Linked DNA regions of Sus scrofa: all the other regions are linked to region 1. A link is a contact called in public Hi-C data. All regions are on one chromosome and are shown on one strand. Each heading gives the region's core, a stretch centred on a gene start, on an enhancer-like site or on the middle of the called end of the contact. The rest is flanking DNA. Distances are from core to core; before and after follow the strand shown. Region 1 holds the start of TRNAU1AP (tRNA selenocysteine 1-associated protein 1). Region 2 holds the start of LOC110261078. Region 3 holds the start of ZNF470 (zinc finger protein 470). Region 4 holds the start of LAMA3 (laminin subunit alpha-3).

Region 1 (4,318 bases), core at 341-2,840:
CCTAGCTCAGGGGTTTTTGTGATTTTGAAATGCTTATTACCCAGCAGATCATGATCTGTTTATATTTACCAAGCATATACCATATGCCAAACACTGTTCTAAATGCTGAATGGGAATTAATGGCACTTAGTCCTCATCAGAACTCTATGAGGTAGGTGCTATTATTATCTCCATTTTTATGGTGAAGGACAGGGAGAGGCTGAGTAACTTGCTCAAGGTCACACAGCACACAGAGCGTTCAAACCCACTCTGGCTCCAGAGTCAGCAACACATTATACTTCCTCTCAATAAGCCCTGAAATGTTAGAATTTATATCATTGTAATAATTATTATTATTTTTTTTTTTTTTGTCTTTTGTTGTTGTTGTTGTTGCTATTTCTTGGGCTGCTCCCGCGGCATATGGAGGTTCCCAGGCTAGGGGTTTAATCGGAGCTGTAGCCACCGGCCTACGCCAGAGCCACAGCAACGCGGGATCCGAGCCTCGTCTGCGACCTACACCACAGCTCACGGCAACGCCGGATCGTTAACCCACTGAGCAAGGGCAGGGACCGAACCCGCAACCTCATGGTTCCTAGTCGGATTCGTTAACCACTGCGCCACGATGGGAACTCCTGTAATAATTATTATTAGGGGTGAGAAGCCTCTGACTCTCCGAAGGATGTTTACCTTCTGAATGACACCTGCAGTTGATCTACTAAGGGAGAACTGAGAAGACAAGAGGGGAGGAGAGAACATACCCAGTGAGGCGATTTCGGATAATTTTGACGCTCATCACAGTCTCTCCCATGGTGGCAAAGGCTCTGGAGATGAAGTTCTCATCCATGTAGGGCTCCAGCTGCGCAAATATAAGAGCAGAGCAGTTCAGGTCAGTACCCAGGCTCCTCATTCCCGGATCCGGAGCCCCTCCCTGCTCAGTCCAGGGTTGGGTGCACGCTGCGGGCAGGAGTAGGGTGAGGGTGAAGAGGTTTCCATCCACTCCGGCGTTCCCAGCCTCTTGCCTTCCTTCCCTTCAAGGCTGCTCCTTTTAGGAAGCCTCCCCCTTGGATTTAGGAACCCCATTCCTGCAGTCCTCGAACCAAGGCGCACTTCAATCCTTGGGATTCTTCCCATTCTATCCACGCAAAGACCCTCCCTTTTTCCCTCCCCAGAATCCAGGCTGGGCTGGGCCCCACGACCCCTCCCCCTCCGAATCAGCCCCCGCACCTAGATGCTAGGGCCTGCTTCGGCATCACTAAAACAACTCTCCTCATTCTCTTCCACCCTTTTGGGATCCGAGGACCCCTCCCCCTCAGACCCGGCCCCTTCACCTACACGCTGGGACTTGCTTTGGCACCACTGAGAACTCCCCTCCCCATTCACTGCCACCCTCTTGAGAGCCGAGGACCCCTTCTCTTCAGACCCTTTTGCCCTCGTGACACTATATTTCTCCTCCGCTGAACCGGGCGGCCGCCCCAACTCACGTCGCCCATCCACAGGCTGGCCGCCATGCCCGAGGCCCCGCCAGGCCTACGCGAGCCTCAGAGGCTGGCGCGTACGCCGCTCCGCGGGGTTGCGGCCTCCACGGCGCATGCGCCCCCATCGCCTTCTGCGCACGCTCGGCAATTCGGCGCCCAAGGCAACGCAGACTGGCGGGTCCGGGTTTTTCCGGATCCCTGTGGGCGTGTCTCGAACCGGAGCCTGCGGGATGGGGCGGGGCAGACACCGCCTTGCGCGGGACCGTGGGGGGCGTGAATGACTGGCTTTCTCCGGACTCTTTCCGGCTTTAAACACACGCGTACGTATAGAATTATAAAAGTAGTGTATGTTCATGGCAAAAACTTAAAATAGAAGCATATTTCCTAAAGTGAAAGATCCCTTTTGGAAGCCTGGACGATCCAGTTCCACTAACTATGTATGACCTCTGGCAAATCACTGGTCTGCCTCCGCCACCCCTTCAACCTGCTTTTCTCAGGTTACGAAACGGAAAGGACAGGATTTCTGTTGACGCTGGACTGGCATCCTTCCATCATTCCCATGCATAGAACTAGGCTGTGGGAGGGGAGAGGAGGGGAGGGCTAACCAACCAACAAACAAATCAATCCCCATCTTGTCACTCTCTTGCGTCTCACGTTCCCTACAATAATCCAAACCACCAGAAGTTCTAACCTCTCCCAGGAAGAGACTTGCCATAGAAGGCCTTCAGCAGACTCGATTTCGATGGCTAGATAATCCTGACAGTTTGACTCTTCGTCTGGGAAGGTCCCAGACCTCAGCCTCAGTTTGATGCCCTTTCCTCAGAATGTGAAGATTCTGTAGATGATGATTGTCATCTCCAACACTGAAGCTCATCGCTTGATGGAGAATCCATTTCCCAGGCTCCTTCTGGGTTGATGGCCACTTATGTCCTTCCTTGCCAGTTCATATATTCCAAACTTATGTTGTTGGGGCCCAAAGTCAAGCACTCTGAAGTCTTGAGATTCAACCAAGTTGCCACATTTCCAGCTTTATCCTATTCATGGCCGTAGTAGTGTAGCGGTTGGGTGCTTCAACTACACATTTGAACAAATGGAGCCCAAATCCCAGCCCCTTCCAATTGTGTTGTTGTTATTAGCGATGTGGGTAACAGCAATGCTTACCTCATACCATGTTTGTCGTATGGAGAAATTGAGAAGTTGAGAAAGCACTTGGCCTAATGCCTGGCATCCAGTAAGCTCTCCAACACAGCAGCTGGAGGACTTGGAATTATGACTGATAACTCTTGAGTACTAAAATTTGCCAGCCCTTGTGGGGTGCTCTTTGATTACTATTTTTAAAATTTATTTTACTTGTGCAAGACTTGTAAGTGTTTATTTTTAATTTAAAATGTAAGCTTCATCAGACAGGATTCCTTGTTGTTTCTAATCAAATTCCCACAACAATGTCTGGCATATGGGAGGCACTGAAAACATTTTTGAATTTGTCATAAATACTAAACAGTTCTCTCCTATCCCATCTATCCCTGCCCCTGAAGGCAACCACTTCCAAATCTTTTCCCTAAAATCCAAGTATTTCTAAATAACATACTTTCTCTTCATTTGTGGTTTCAGATCTTTTTAAGGACTGCACCTCATACATACACTTCACCATCTTGTAATTATAATTTTTCAAAATATCAAACACTTACATTATTATGACTTTGTAAACATTATTTATAGCTGAACCATATGGGGTGATTACATTTGTTTTCAGGTAACCAATTCAGGTTGGAGGAGAATGGGGGAAAAGATAAAATTGAGCGTATTTGATGTGTTTGAACACAAAAAAAGGAGATTTACTTCTCATAGACACTGACATTAAATTAATGATACTTATACCAAAAAACTAAGCATGTGAAAAACAAGGCGATTATTAACCACAGGGAATTTTAAAATGTGCAATGGTCATAATAGCAAAGACTTCTGGAACATTTACTCTGTGCCCAACACTGTTCTAACATATGTAAACACCTACAGAGAGCTTTATAACTCTTACATCCAATACAGGGAAAAGGAACTGAGGTTTTGGGCTCAGGTGGAGGCTGATTTAATCACCAGCCTAGGGAGTTCCCCTGTGGCTCAGCAGGTTCAGGACCCAGCACTGTCACTACTGTGGCTCAGGTTGCTGAGGTGCATGAGATGCGTGTTCAATCCCTGGCCCAGGAACTTCCACATCCCATGGGTACAGCCAAAAAAAAAAAAAAAAAAAAAAAAAAAAAAAAATCCAGCCTAGTCTGTGCACTTGCTAGCTTCTTAGCCTCAAGCTCGTCAGTTCTCAGGAACTTTTTTCTGAGGAAGAGCAATTCCTATTTCACAGGGCTGATGTGAGGATTGAATGAGCTATTATTTTATGCAAAATGCTCAACACTGCCTGTTTTAGGTCTCAATCCACAAGAGCTGTTACCAAGGACAGGGTACTTTCAATCTGCTATATTGTCAAAAGGGAAAACTTCAGTAAACTTAATCCAAATGCACTTTTTTTGAGGGGAGAGTGGGGCGAGGGAAGAGTGGACACACAAGTACTTCTTACAAAGAAAATACTAAAATCAAAAGTGTGAGTTTTCCCTTCTAAGAAGTCAATTTCTAATCAGTATAGTACCTGCATCAAAATGAAAAGTTCAAGAAAAAAAAATCACAGAATACATTTTAAGTCATTTTACAGCATAATTCATTTTTCCAAGAGTCACTGACATCCAAGAATCTTCCTGGCACTAATAAAACTTTCCTGCTGTACATTTACAGACCCACTATATCAGCACTGTCCACTTAACTTTCTACAATTATAGAAATGTTCTATATATTTCTGTATTTGCATAGCCCAATAC
Region 2 (4,059 bases), core at 1,532-4,031, about 22 Mb after region 1:
GTCGGGCTGCGTGTCTGCCGCGCCCTGTCTCAGGAAGCCACCGAAGGACATGCTCCAGCAGAACCAGGGGTGAATCCCAAAGATGGGGGCATGGGATCCAGGAAAGGACGACCCAGGGGAGAAGCAAAGGGAACCTTTGGGATGAAGGCCGGCCCTGCCCGGGCCCAGGAGGACGGGCACCCTGGGAGTAGGGCGGGGGCTCCCGGACCGACCGCCTCAGAAAGACCCTTGTGTTTGAACTTAAGCCACTGGCGAGAGTCTGAGGATGAATCAGTCATGAGTTCAGAGAAAACTCAGCAAGCATGAAAGAGGAAGGCGATTATTAACTCCGGGGCAGACAACACACTTTGGGATTGGGGCTGCAACCCTGGCCTGCCACAGGCCTGGTGTGAACGCGAATCTGACCGCTGCGTTCACAGCTGTAACCACAATGGCGCTGGAAATGGGGGGAACCCAGGTGCGTGGGGAGTGGGAGAGGCAGAAGAAATAAACATCAGCTTCCCTGGGGTGAATTCAGTCGATAAGCCCTAAAACTGAAACAGCAAGAAGCTGTCATTCAGTCGTGCTGTCACGCAGACGCCAGTAAACAGCATGAGATTTGCTGCGGCTTGAGAGGCTGTATTTGTCTGAGCCTCGTGGGAGCATGGGACTCGTAAACGACATGCAAGTATAACTTTGACAAAAATGAAATTAGACCTCAGCCGGCACGGTCCCCGCGCTCTGAGGCCTGGGGACATTTCGATGACATTGGAATAGGACCTGTGATCGCTGTTCTCGTGGTCTTTCCTGGGATGTGGCTCTAACCCCCTCTCCTAATCCTCTGCATAAGGGGCATCAGCACAGCTCCACCTCCACGTCTGACCTGGGGACTCTGCCAGGACAGCGCCCATTTCCCATCACGGGGCCACTTAGAGTTCAGCACCCCGCCCGCGCCCGCGCCTGCTTTCCTGGTCAGGCCGGGTCTCCAGCACATCCCGCCCGCGCAGGACGGAGCACCGGGGCGGAGCCGTCCCACATCTTGGCCCACGTCTCATTTCTTTTGTGCCTTCGGGTTCCTGTGACACCCTGGGCCCTGAATCTTGGGCAGGATTGAATTTCAGGTTTAAGCAAGGAAGCTGGTCCAATTCCAGCCGATTAAGAATTACACACCACAGGGTAGTTCACAGATACCTGTGTCCTGTTAAGTGGAATAAATCTGGTTTCCTTGCAAGAGCCTTCTGGCCATTGTCACATAGATTAAGGTGTCTCAGACTCACTCCCTCCCCCCGACTCTGGCTCCCTCCTCAGAGACAGTGGGGTCACACACAGGCCTGTCCCCTTTTCCCACTGGAAGCTCAAGACACCCAGTTTCTCCTGGGGGAGCCCATGGGTCTCCTCACGGTCTCTCTGTGCAGCCACGTGGGGCCACAGTCCCACCTGGCCCCTTGGGGGGCCCCAGCCTGGCCAGCATGTACCACGGGCACGACCCCCACCCTATTCCCCAACAGACCGCAGACACAGGCAGCTTTCTGTGACACCCCTCTAGCTGGTGCATGTTCTCCCAAAGACCCCACTTTCTCTGCAGGCTCCCACTGGCCCAGGGCCCTCCCCTCTGGTCCCAGGCAGCGCGGGACCTCCAGAGACTCTGAGGTGGGGGAGGGGAGGTTTGGAGCCAGGTCGGCTCAGAAGTCAGGGGGAAACCGCAGACCCCACAAGACAGACTTCTCCCAGCAGCTGCCCGGGAGCCTCTGTCCTACCTGGTCCCGTGAGCTGCAGCAGTGTCGCCGAGGTGCGGCTCCCGGGCTGCCTTAGCGCGGTCTGACCGGGGAGTGTGGTGGAAGCCTTCGCCTGGTACAACCGGCCTCTGCAGCCGCCCAGGAATTCTGCGTTGAATAATTTTTAACTTCTGCTTGAGAGAAAACCAAGGTTGCGTGCAGCGTCTGTCTACACAGACGCCCAGGGGCTTTCATGAAGGCGTTAAAATCTCAACGGTGACAAGGATCCCACCTTGGCAAGAGGAGGGCAAGAAGCACAGGAGAAGAAAGCGGTCCCAGGGCTGGGGGGTCAGCGGGCGAGCAGGCGAGCAGTGGGCTCTTACCTCTGCCCCGACGAAGGGCGTCTAGCTGGGCACCGACCACGGCTCCCGGCACCTCGGGCGCTGCCGCCTTGGCGACCGCTCCCCACCCACGGCCCCCAGCTCCCCCGGCCTCTAACCCCACACCCGGCTCGCAATTTCTTTCGACAGCCTCATATTTCAAACTGCCAGCCAGGCACCACCCCTGCAGGCCTCCCGCCTTCCACACTGGGGCTAGTTCTGTGCCCGTCCAAGGCTGGGCCTGTGACCTTGCAGCTGTGCGTGCAGAGGCCACTCAGCGCTCCTGTGGGCCCTGCGGCCGCCAGTGGGGAGCCCCGGCCTGCCCCGCCCAGAATGGCCTCCACACCCCGAGCTGGGAGACCCGAGTTTTCCTTTAGAAAGAGCTCAGTTTCTCCGGCTCTGGGACCGGAGTGACGATTGCCCAAGGTACCTCAGGGAGGCCTGCAGACCCCACGTGGGAGGGCACCGGGCCCCACAGCACGTGGGGTCACCACTGCCCAGCTCTGTTCAGCCATGTGGGCCCTGGGCTCAGTGCTGGGTCTTGGAGGCCTCGTGAGGCGGCTGGGGCTCTTGCCCAGAGCTGTGGCTGAGCAGAGGCCAGGCTCGAGCGGCCTGGGCAGATGGGATCAGGAGAAGCTGGCTCCCACCACCCTTCCCCATCCAAACTCTTTGCGTAGCATGTGTGACCCCTGCACACCGCAGGATCTCCTCGGGGACAGGTGAGTGGACCAGGAGGGTGGACGAGGCAGCCCTAGGCCCTCTGCCAAGGAGGCGGGGCTCCAGTCCAGGCCCATGAGTGAACCTTGGGTACATGCCTGCTGGGTAAGGGTCCCTCTCAGGACCTGCCCTCTGGCACAGCAGCCACAGCCAGGCTGGGGGGCAGGGGCTGGGCAAGGCGGCAAGGCCGGGACACTCGGGCGGCCTGTTGGAGTGCGGATGGCTGGGGCTCCTCAGGCAGGAAAGCCCCGGGCCTTCCCACCCTGCAGATTGCGCTGGCTGTTTGGGGTGCTGGCCCTGTCACCCCACATTTCTTTCACCTCCCCTTTGCTTTCAGCACCTTCTTCCTGGATGCATCTGTGTAGCCTGACCCGCTCCTGGCTCTGCGTGTGCCCCCAGGCGGCCCCCCACAGCTCTCCAAGGATGCCGGCACCCAGCTCGCCATGCCCCCAGCTGCCTGCCTAGTCCACACCTGGCCGCTTTTTCCACACCTGGCCACCTCTCCACACTTGTCCACCTCTCCACACCTGCCCACCGGTCTATACCTGCCCACCTGTCCACACCTGCCCACTCTGCCCACACCTGCCCACCTGTCCACACCTGCCCATCCATCCACATCTGCCCACTCTGTCCACACCTGCCCACCCATCTATACCTGCCCATCCATCCACACCTGTCCACCTGCCCACCCCTGCCCAGCCTGTCCACACCTACCCACCGCATCCACACCTGCCCACCCGGAGCTGATGCTCAGTTCCCACACGCAAGACGGCAGGTCCCCGCTCCACGACTCAGATCATCACCTTTGTTCCACTTTACAGTTCTCTCCGCGGAGGTTATGCATATTCTTGCTTAATTCCTAGATGCTTAATTTTTTTCATTGCTGTTATGAATTCTTTTTTTCCTAATTGGTTATTGCAGTATAGAGCAATGCTATTTATTTCCTTTCATTTAAAAAATTGAAGTAAATTTTATGCAACATAAAATTAGCTGTTTTAAAGCGTACAGTGTATCGTTGGTGCTTTCACAGCGTTGTGCAAACACACCCTCCCTACCTAGTTGCAGAGTGTTTTCACCACTCCAGAGGGAACCCTGTCCCCATTACACAGTGACTCACCTTTCTCCCCGGAAACCACCAGTCTGTTTTCCATTTCAATAGGTTTCCCCAGTCTGGATATTTCACAGAAATGGAGTCTTACAATCTGCAACCTTTTGTGTCTGGCTCATTTACCATACTATTTTTTTCGTTTTGATAAAACACACGTAAT
Region 3 (4,570 bases), core at 1,956-4,455, about 25 Mb after region 1:
TCACAGACCTGGCTCGGATCCCAAGTTGCTGTGGCTGTGGTGTAGGCCCGCAGTTGGATCCCGAGCTGCTGTGGCTGTGGTGTAGGCCTGCAGTTGGATCTGGAGCTGCTATGGCCGTGGTGGAGGCCCGCAGTTGCACCTCAGACTCAGCCCCTAGCCTGAGAACCTCCATATGCTGCAAGTGTGGCCCTAAAAAGCAAAATAAATGAATAAATAAGACCCGAGCTCCAAACACAGTTAAAGGTATTGTGCTTAGGGCTTCAATATGTGAATTGGTGAGCGGGGGTGGGGTGAGCCAGTCTGCAGTACAAGATTTTAAGGTCCCTGAGATGTTTCTTATTCCAGCAAAAGTTTACCAGGCAATGAAGGGGATGCAGGGCCCATCCACCTTGTGGCTCCTCCATTCCCAGGAACTTAGTTTTCATTTAAATCCTCAACATTTTGTAGGCAGATGAGGGACATAACATGTGTCTGATAAAGGACTCATCCCAATTACACAATGAATTCTTAAAACACAACAAGAAACCAACAGGTCAAAAATGGGCAAAGGAGAGAGCCTCCTTGCCTGCCTGCTTACATCTCTCACAAGCCTCCTATTTTTTTTTTTTTTTTTTTTTGTTTGGTTGGTTTTTTTGTTTGTTTGTTTTTATTGTCTTTTTGCCTTTTCTACGGCTGCTCCCTCAGCATATGGAGGTTCCCAGGCTAGGGGTCCAATCGGAGCTGTAGCCACCGGCCTACGCCACAGGCCCAGCCATGCGGGATCCAAGCCACGTCTACAAGCTACACCACAGCTCATGGCAACGCCAAATCTTTAACCCACTGAGCAAGGCCAGGGATCGAACCCGCAGCCTCATGGCTCCTAGTCGGATTCGTTAACCACTGAGCCACGATGGGAACTCCAAGCCTCCTATCTTAATAAATCTATTTCTTGACTATGAAAAGGGGGGGGCAAAGAATCTGAACAAACACCTCACCAAAGAAGATATACAGTTAGCAAATAGGCATAGATGCTCAGTATCATATGTCATTAGGTAACTGCAACTCAAAACAAATATGCCACCTCACACCTATTAAAATGGCAAAAATCCAAAAGCAATCAAAATACAAATGCTGGCGACGATGTGGGGGGGCCAGAGCTCTCATTCATTGCTGGTGGGAGTGCACTTTGGGAGACAATTTGGCAGTGTCTTACAAGGCTAAACATTGGCTTAACACACCATCCAGCAACCACACTCGTGGGTATTGACTCGAATTGGAAACGTGTCCACACAATAAGCTGCACATGGATGTTTTTAGCAGTTTTATGAAAGCAGTCAAGATGTCCTTTAGTAGATGAATGGAAAAACACTGTGGCACATGCAATAGCTTATTAGTTGACTAATACTAATAAATATTATTAATTTAATAACATTAATGATAAAAAGAAATGAGCTTTAAAGAAAACATGGAGAACCTTGGAGTTCCCATCGTGGCTCAGTGGTTAATGAATCCAACTAGGAACCATGAGGTTGTGGGTTCAAGCCCTGGCCGTGCTCAGTGGGTTAAGGATTTGGCGTTGCTGTGAGCTGTGGTGTAGGTTGCAGACTCGGCTTGGATCCCGTTGTTGCTGTGGCCCTGGTGTAGGCCGGTAGCTACAGCTCCGATTAGACCCCTAGCCTGGGAACCTCCATATGCTGCGGGAGCGGCCCAAGAAATGGCAAAAAGAACAAAAAACAAAAAACAAGAAAAAAACAACCATGGAGAACCTTAAATGCATATTAAATTCTAAGTGAAAGAAGCCATTCTGGAAGTCTATATATTACCTGATCCCAACTCTAGAACATTCTGGAACAGACAAAACTATGGAGATAGAAATAACAGGGGTTCATAAAGATGAAGAAGGACGAACAGGTGCAGCACAGGACATTTTTAGGGCAGTGAAACTATTCTATGTACTACTGTAATGGATACATATTCTTATACATTTCTCAAAACCCACATAAGTGTACAACACAAAGAGTAACCTTAATGTAAACTATGGAGTTTAGGTACTAATAATATATCAATATTGATTCATTAATTGTAACAAATGTACCACATTAATGCATAAATGTTTCCTATAAGTGGTTTTTGTTTGTTGCTTTTTGGGCCACAGCCACACCACATGGAAGTTCCCAAGCTAGGGGTCCAATCAGAGCTACAGCTGCCCACCTATGCCACAGCAACGTTGGATCCAAGCCAGGTTTACAAACTACACCACAGCTCATGGCAACACCGTATCCCCAACCTACTGAGTGAGGGCAGGGATCGAACCTCATGGATACTAGTCGGATTTGTTTCCACTGCACCACAACAGGAACTCCAGTTCCTGTGTTTTTTACAACTGCATGTGGATTATATTTATCTCAAAATAAAATATTTAAAGTCATAATCACCATTTAAGACTAGCTGCTGTTTCCATTTTTGTGGCCATTCAAACATTCAGCAAGTGTTTTTGTACTTGGCCTTGTGGTTTATGGTGTAAGAGTCCCAGCCAGGAAGCCAGATCCCTACCCCAGCTCCCCAACTGGTCTCTGGTGCCACCTCCCTTGTAGGCACCACTGTCCTCGTCTGGAAAGTTGCTTAATTGTAAGGATTAAATACGTGGTTCAAAAATCATAAAAAGCCAAAAACAGGAGCTGGCATATAGGAAACTCAGAAAAGGGGAATTTTTTTTTTTCTTATGATGACTTGCTACTTCTTGTCTCTGTATGCTTTATAAATCCTGTATGCTTTATAAATTTTCTACAAATCAGCATGATTATCACACTCAAGAAGGTTGCCCGCGGAGTTCCCTGGCTGCTCGGTGGGTGAAGGATCTGGTATTGTCACTGCTTTACCCCGCATGCCGTGGATGTGCCAAAAAATAATAATAAAAATAGGGGAGTTTTCTGAAAGAAAGAAAAAGAAAAGGAAAAGATGCCCAGGATGGTCCCTCAGTCCAGCCCGGAAGTCCGGAGTATGGTCCCCCCTCCCTCCCAGAGCAATCCCTCCCCACCTCCGCTTTTTCTCCTTCTTCCTCCCCTTCCTTCCCTCAATCACCAGCCACACCCCCATCCCGTTTGGCCGTGGTTCCGCTGCCGCGGGGGCCTCTGGGAGATGGAGGCGCGCGGTCGGGGCTCGGGCCTGCTCGGCTCCGTGGGTGCTGAGGCCTGAGCGGAGGCGGAGGCGCGCGGGCTTTTGGGAAGTGTAGTCCTCCCGACCGCGCAGGCGCAGTGCGACCCGGAGGGCCTAGGGCGCCGGTCGTTGTCCGGACAGAGCAGCGCTGGTGAGTCCGGCCCCGGGCAGGGCGGAGAGGTGGCGTGCTGACTGAGGGGAGGGCGTGAGGGCCAGCGGGGGTCGTGCTGACTGAGGGGAGGGCGTGAGGGCCAGCGGGGGTCGTGCTGACTGAGGGGAGGGCGTGAGGGCCAGCGGGGGTCGTGCTGACTGAGGGGAGGGCGTGAGGGCCAGCGGGGGTCGTGCTGACTGAGGGGTGGGCGTGAGGGCCAGCGGGGGTCGTGCTGACTGAGGGGTGGGCGTGAGGGCCAGCGAGGAACGTGCTGACTGAGGGGAGGGCGTGAGGGCCAGCGGGGGACGTGCTGACTGAGGGGTGGGCGTGAGGGCCAGCGGGGGACGTGCTGACTGAGGGGAGGGGCGGTCAGGCTCAGGAAAGGGGATTATGGACTGAGGAGAGGAGAGAGGCAGGTGCTTGCAGACCGAGGGGAGGGGGCGTGGGGAGGGATGTGAAGGCTCTGGGGGAGGGAATTGAGGGTTGAGGAGAGGATGTTCGGCCTGAGGGGAGACGTGCCGGCTCAGAGAGAGGGCTGTGAAGAGGCGTGCAGGAAGTTTACCCCGACAGTCTCATGGGATGCAGAAGGGGGTGAACCTGTGTGCACGTGTGTTGGCCCGAGACTGAACCTTTGACATCTGTTTGTGTGGATCTCCTTCTTTGTGAAGGCCGAGGAATATCCCGTGTGTGTGTGTGTGTGTGTGTGAGCGAGCCTACCAGCCTTGGTCTCCGTGGGTGTACTCTGTGTCTAGTCTTGCCTGTCCCTGTGAGGGGTTGTCTCTGGGTGACTGCCTATGTCCACATCCTTCATTGGTTGTGTGCGTGTGTCTGCCTGTATTTCTGTCCTCAGTGTCTCTGAGTGAGGATGTCATCCAGGTGTCCCCCTGTCTCATCTGCCCAGCAGGTCTCCTGGCCTGGGGTCCTCAGATTCCCCAGCCTCTTCCTGCCCCTCAGAGCCTTCTCTGGCTCATGGGAGAATCTGGAAGGTTGAGGGGGCAGGAAGTGTGTGGGTGACAAGATAGGGGATGGGGAGGCTGTTTCTTCTATTGCCTCTCAAAAGTCTTCTTAAATGAGGATCAGAGACCCCTACAACCTCCTGACCAGGGTTGATTTGTTTATGGAATGTGTATTGTGTATTGTGCTATTTTGGGCATTTTGTGGGGACTACCTCATTTATAAGACTCCCAGTAACTCCAGGGTAAGGACCTCATCATCCGCATTTCACACATGGGGAAACCAAGGCTCAGTGATTTAAGTGAGTGACCAAACTCGCCACCCAGGCGT
Region 4 (4,428 bases), core at 611-3,110, about 23 Mb before region 1:
CTTGCTCAGTGGATTAAGGATCCGGCGTTGCCGTGAGCTGTGGTGTAGGCCAGTGGCTATGGCTCCGATTCGACTCCTAGCCTGGGAACCTCCATATGCCGCGAGGGAGCGGCCCTAGAAAAGGCAAAAAGACAAAAAATTTTTTAAATAAATAAATAAAACCATGAATGGCTATCATGTTAAGTGCTAAACTGCATTTGTCAAAAATAATTATATATGATTACATTTGGATATTTATTTTTATAACTATACACAATCACAAATAAAACATTCGGAGAAAGCAAAATTATTTGGGGCTGTTAATAAAGAAAATTTCAAGTGTTTTCATCATTTGTAAACTGTACTTTTGTGTGTTTTATAGAACACAAATTAATAAAGTCATACATGCATATAATTTATAAATAGGTTAGCATATACTGCATAAGAATATACCACATATTGAACTTGTTATTTATGGAAGTGCTTGGTCAAAAGACTTTCTAAAACATTGACCTAGACTCTGAATGATAATCTTTTGCTTTTGGAGCCCAAACTCTCTCTTCCCGCTACACTTTTCGCCGCAATATTTCCCGGGAGAGGGAAGGAGGTGATGACGGCTCAGTGTAAAGAGGATTTGAGGTCAGGACTGGGTTCAAATCCAAGTACCCTACTTTATGACATAGGCACATTTCCTAACCTGCTCACATGACCCAGTGCCCAGCGGTGTTGTGAGGACTGTATGTAAGGCCTGGCACACTTTCAGATGGTGGTGAAGCACCAGAGACACAAGCATTTACACAGGTGTTCACAGTAAGCGTCTGATGGACTCCAAGCACCGTGTCCATCTCTGTCCATTTCAAGTCTCATTAGCCCCAATGACTCTGGATGGGCACTTCAGGCGGTGGGGTGAAGTGTGTCTTTTCGGTGAGACTGGAGTGATACTACAAGTTCTCTCTTAAAAGAAACCGCGGAATCTAACCGCTGCCAACTTCTCCGGCATAAGGTCGGGAAGATAAAAGGCCTCGAAAGAGAGGCGTGGATGAAGCCCAGGGTTGGGGGGTGAGGGGGCCTCAAGGCTGGCTGGGAACTACCTGGGTGACGGAGGCAGGGCAGGACTACAGGTCAATGCATTCCTAGGGCGCAGTTTCAGACTTTCTCCTGGACGCGCCCAAACTTAACCTAAGCCTGCACGCGCCTTGCGTGCTTTACCCACCCGGCCTCGGGCGGCGTGAACGAGGGCTGTGCTCCCGCAGGATTACCTACCTGGGCACCATGCTCACCTCCCCAGGTCGCTGGCCCGCGAAGGGGTTAGGGGAGCCCTTCCAGGCCGCCTTGGGGCACGAGAGTGCGGGGGAAAGGGCCCGACCCCTTCGCAGAGGATGGCTGGCCCGCGCAGGGAGGGGGAGGGAGCCCGCCCGGAGGGAGCCCGCCCTCGGCCGCCTCTCCCAGCCTCTCCCGGGCCCTTACCTGGATGGTTTGGCCGCTGCCCGGGGCGGTGGGCCCCCCCACCAACTTGCAGTAGAGCTCAGGCCGCGGCCGCGCGCCGTCGGGCTCCCGCTCCCCGCAGGTGGCGGTGGCCCAAATCCTCGCCGCCTCGGCCAAGTTGAAGTAGGGCGGGTGCAGGCTGAGCTGGGCCGGGGTCGGGGGGCCCCGAGCGGCGGGGCACACGGCGGGCGGCAGCAGCAGCAGCAACAGCCGCAGGAGCAGTGGCAGCCCAGATCGAGATGCCCAGCCCCGAGCCTGCGCTGCCGCCGCCATCCCTCCTGCGCTGTCCTCCTGCCGCATTTGCCCGCGGAGAGGCTCCGGGACACCGCCGTCCAGGGGCACGAGCTTCACGCGGCAGGCTAGCGCAGCCCGGGTGTGGGCGGAGGCGGTGTCTGATCCGCGCCCGCGCCCCACGCGCCGGGAGCCCGCGGCGAGGGGGCGGCTCCTTGGTTCTGGAACGCGCTGCGGCCGGAGCGGGTACCCGCCGAATCACGAACTGACAGCGCCTGGCCTCAGCCGCAGGCTTGGTCTCTGCAAGCTCGCCGCGCGCTGCAAACTAGAAGGCAGAAAGGGTGAAAGGCGGTCCCCCGGTCCCACGCTAGCGGCTGATGCCGGCCCCCGACCGCCCCACCTTCCCACGGCCAGGGCAGACACCAGATTCTCCTCCAAGATCCTCTCGGTGGACCTGAGACAAGAGGGGAGGAGGCTTGCGGCGATGGGGGGTGAGAAGCAACTGCCGCTGCATGCAGAACTTACACCAAAGATGTTGGGTTTCCCAGACAAGTCTCAGTTGTCGGAAGGCAAGTTCCATCAATTCTCAGACACTGTGCCAACGATATCTATGACACTGCAGCCACATATTGAGTCTAGGATCAAAGGAGCTCCGGGGAACTGGTAGTGGGAGAACATATACAATGTAAAGACAGCCACTAATGCAAGTTCTGGTTTGCCAAGCTGTAAAGGTACCGTGGAGGAAATGCTTGAGATGTTCAATCTGCTTTATTTTACAGCTACACGGAGGTGTTGAATGTTGTAGTCCAGCTGTCACATTGGCCTCTGGGCAAAGGACTCGAACTCCTTACCCCCTCAGGATTGAGGCTTGGTCTTTTAAGCAGGACATGTCACCAAAATCGAGCCCACAGAGGCCCTTTAACAATTAAAAGAGGGAGTTATTGATGCAGGCCAGGGCGGATGGAAGTGCCTGCAGAGAAAGTAGGACTGGAGCTTCGAAGGATGGAGAAGGGAAAAAGAGGGAGGATGTGAGATTACTGTTTGAACCAAGGTTAAGAAAGGGATTTTAAAAATTATGACAGTTGAAAGGAGAGGAAGCTAGCCAATGTGTTTATTAAATACCAGAATTTGCTGTAGGAAGAAGGAACCATGTCGATTTAATCTTCTGTTCTTCAAGAATAAGAGGAGAGACAGGAATTTGTGAGCATAACACAGAGGAGCTGTAAGTACATAAATCGACTACATAAAAAATAACAGTGTGTACATCAAAAAGCAAACCAGGAATTCCTTTGTGGGCTAGTGCTTAAGGACCCAGGAGTTGTCACTGCTACGACTGGGATTAGATCCCTGGCCCAGGAACTTTCACATACTGTGGGCATGGCCAAAAATAAATAATTTTTTTAAAAAAAGCAGACCAGACAAAAGTTAAAAAAAAAATGAGGGAGGAGAAAATGTATACCATAAATAACTTAGAATTCACGATTTTAATATATAAAATGCTTTTACCAAATAATTAGAAAAAGATGAAAACTCGGGGCTTAGAAACCTAAAAAATCTTAGGAAAATGAATTCTTAAGCTAATAAATAAATGAAAAATAGTTTGGCCTTTCTGAGAATTGAAATGTAAGCAAAGAACTAATGAGACTCATGTTTCACCTATCAAACGGGCCAAGATTGTTTTTTAATGATAAAACTGAATGTTAAAGAGAACTCAGGGAATCAAATATAACATCCTTGGTGGAAGTGTAAACCAAAATTTCCTTTCAGGAGGGGAATTTTTGCAGTGCTTAGCAAATGTCCTCTATGTGCATATATTTTGCCTTAACAATTTCACTTGTAAAGATTTTTATCTGGGAAATGGTTGAGAAAGTTTGCAAAGACTTAATGGCAAGGACTTATCAGAGATATTTTAATTTTCTTAAGTTTTTGTTGTTGTTTTAGGGCTGAATATGGAAGTTCCCAGGCCAGGGTCAAATCTGAGCTGCCGGCCTTCACCAGAGCCACAGTAATGCCAGATCTGAGCTGCACCTGTGAACTACACCACAGCTTGCAGCAATGCCAATCCTTAACCAACTGAGCAAGGCCAGGGATCAAACCTGTATCCTCGTGGACACTTATATTGAGTTCTTAACCCACTGAGCCACAACGGGATCTCCTTTTTCTTTTTTTTAAAGTTCAAAAGAACTTAAATGTCCAATAATAAGGAGCTGGGTAAATAAATTATGGTATATCCATGTAGTGAAATATTACAAAGTCATTAAATGATGTTATAGAAGTATATTTTCTGGCATAGATTTTCACAATACTTTAACCAAAAATAAAGGATATAAAATAATATCTACATACAAAAATCAATTGTATGTCTTTTTTTTAATGGCCACACCACGGCATATGGAAGTTCCCAGTCTAGGGCTCAAATTGGAGCTGCAGCTGCTGGCCTACAGCACAGCCACAGCCTTGCTAGATGCCAACTGCATCTTCGACCTACACCACAGCTCATGGAACACCGGGTCCTTTAACCCACTGAGGAAGGCCAGGGATCAAACCCACATCCTCTTGGATACTAGTCAGATTCTTAACCTGATGAGCCACAATGGAAACTCCCAATTGTATTTCTATACACTAGCAACAAACAATCCAAAAGTGAAATTAAGAGCAATTCCACTTAGAATCAAAAAGAATAGAATTCGTGGGAGTTCTCATTGTGGTGCAGCAGAAGCAAATCCCACTAGT

What was found. A called contact is a pair of places that touch in the nucleus more often than the background predicts.
Region 2: a Hi-C map of omental adipose tissue shows a contact between it and region 1, with 6 times the contacts expected there. The contact joins the promoter of LOC110261078 here to the promoter of TRNAU1AP in region 1. A contact is called at or near these places in 6 of 47 Hi-C or Micro-C datasets (epiblast stem cells, liver, mesenteric adipose tissue and 3 more).
Region 3: a contact with region 1 is called in a Hi-C map of omental adipose tissue, with 13 times the contacts expected there. The contact joins the promoter of ZNF470 here to the promoter of TRNAU1AP in region 1. A contact is called at or near these places in 4 of 47 Hi-C or Micro-C datasets (mesenteric adipose tissue, omental adipose tissue, retroperitoneal adipose tissue and 1 more).
Region 4: a Hi-C map of retroperitoneal adipose tissue shows a contact between it and region 1, with 12 times the contacts expected there. The contact joins the promoter of LAMA3 here to the promoter of TRNAU1AP in region 1. A contact is called at or near these places in 6 of 47 Hi-C or Micro-C datasets (liver, mesenteric adipose tissue, omental adipose tissue and 2 more).

Annotation. Positions count from the first base shown.
Region 1 is chr6:85,564,702-85,569,019 of Sscrofa11.1, reverse strand. TRNAU1AP (tRNA selenocysteine 1-associated protein 1) reads right to left here and starts at 1,590. Exons shown (of 8, transcript XM_005665150.3): 1 at 1,461-1,590; 2 at 738-835. The coding sequence starts at 1,487. RCC1 (regulator of chromosome condensation) reads right to left here. Exons shown (of 11, transcript XM_005665141.3): 11 at 3,159-4,318.
Region 2 is chr6:63,460,152-63,464,210 of Sscrofa11.1, reverse strand. It overlaps LOC110261078, which reads right to left and starts at 2,781. Exons shown (of 2, transcript XM_021095191.1): 1 at 2,078-2,781; 2 at 1-1,885.
Region 3 is chr6:60,879,671-60,884,240 of Sscrofa11.1, reverse strand. ZNF470 (zinc finger protein 470) reads left to right here and starts at 3,205. Exons shown (of 3, transcript XM_013998861.2): 1 at 3,205-3,286.
Region 4 is chr6:108,546,250-108,550,677 of Sscrofa11.1, reverse strand. LAMA3 (laminin subunit alpha-3) reads right to left here and starts at 1,860. Exons shown (of 75, transcript XM_003482042.4): 1 at 1,447-1,860. The coding sequence starts at 1,764.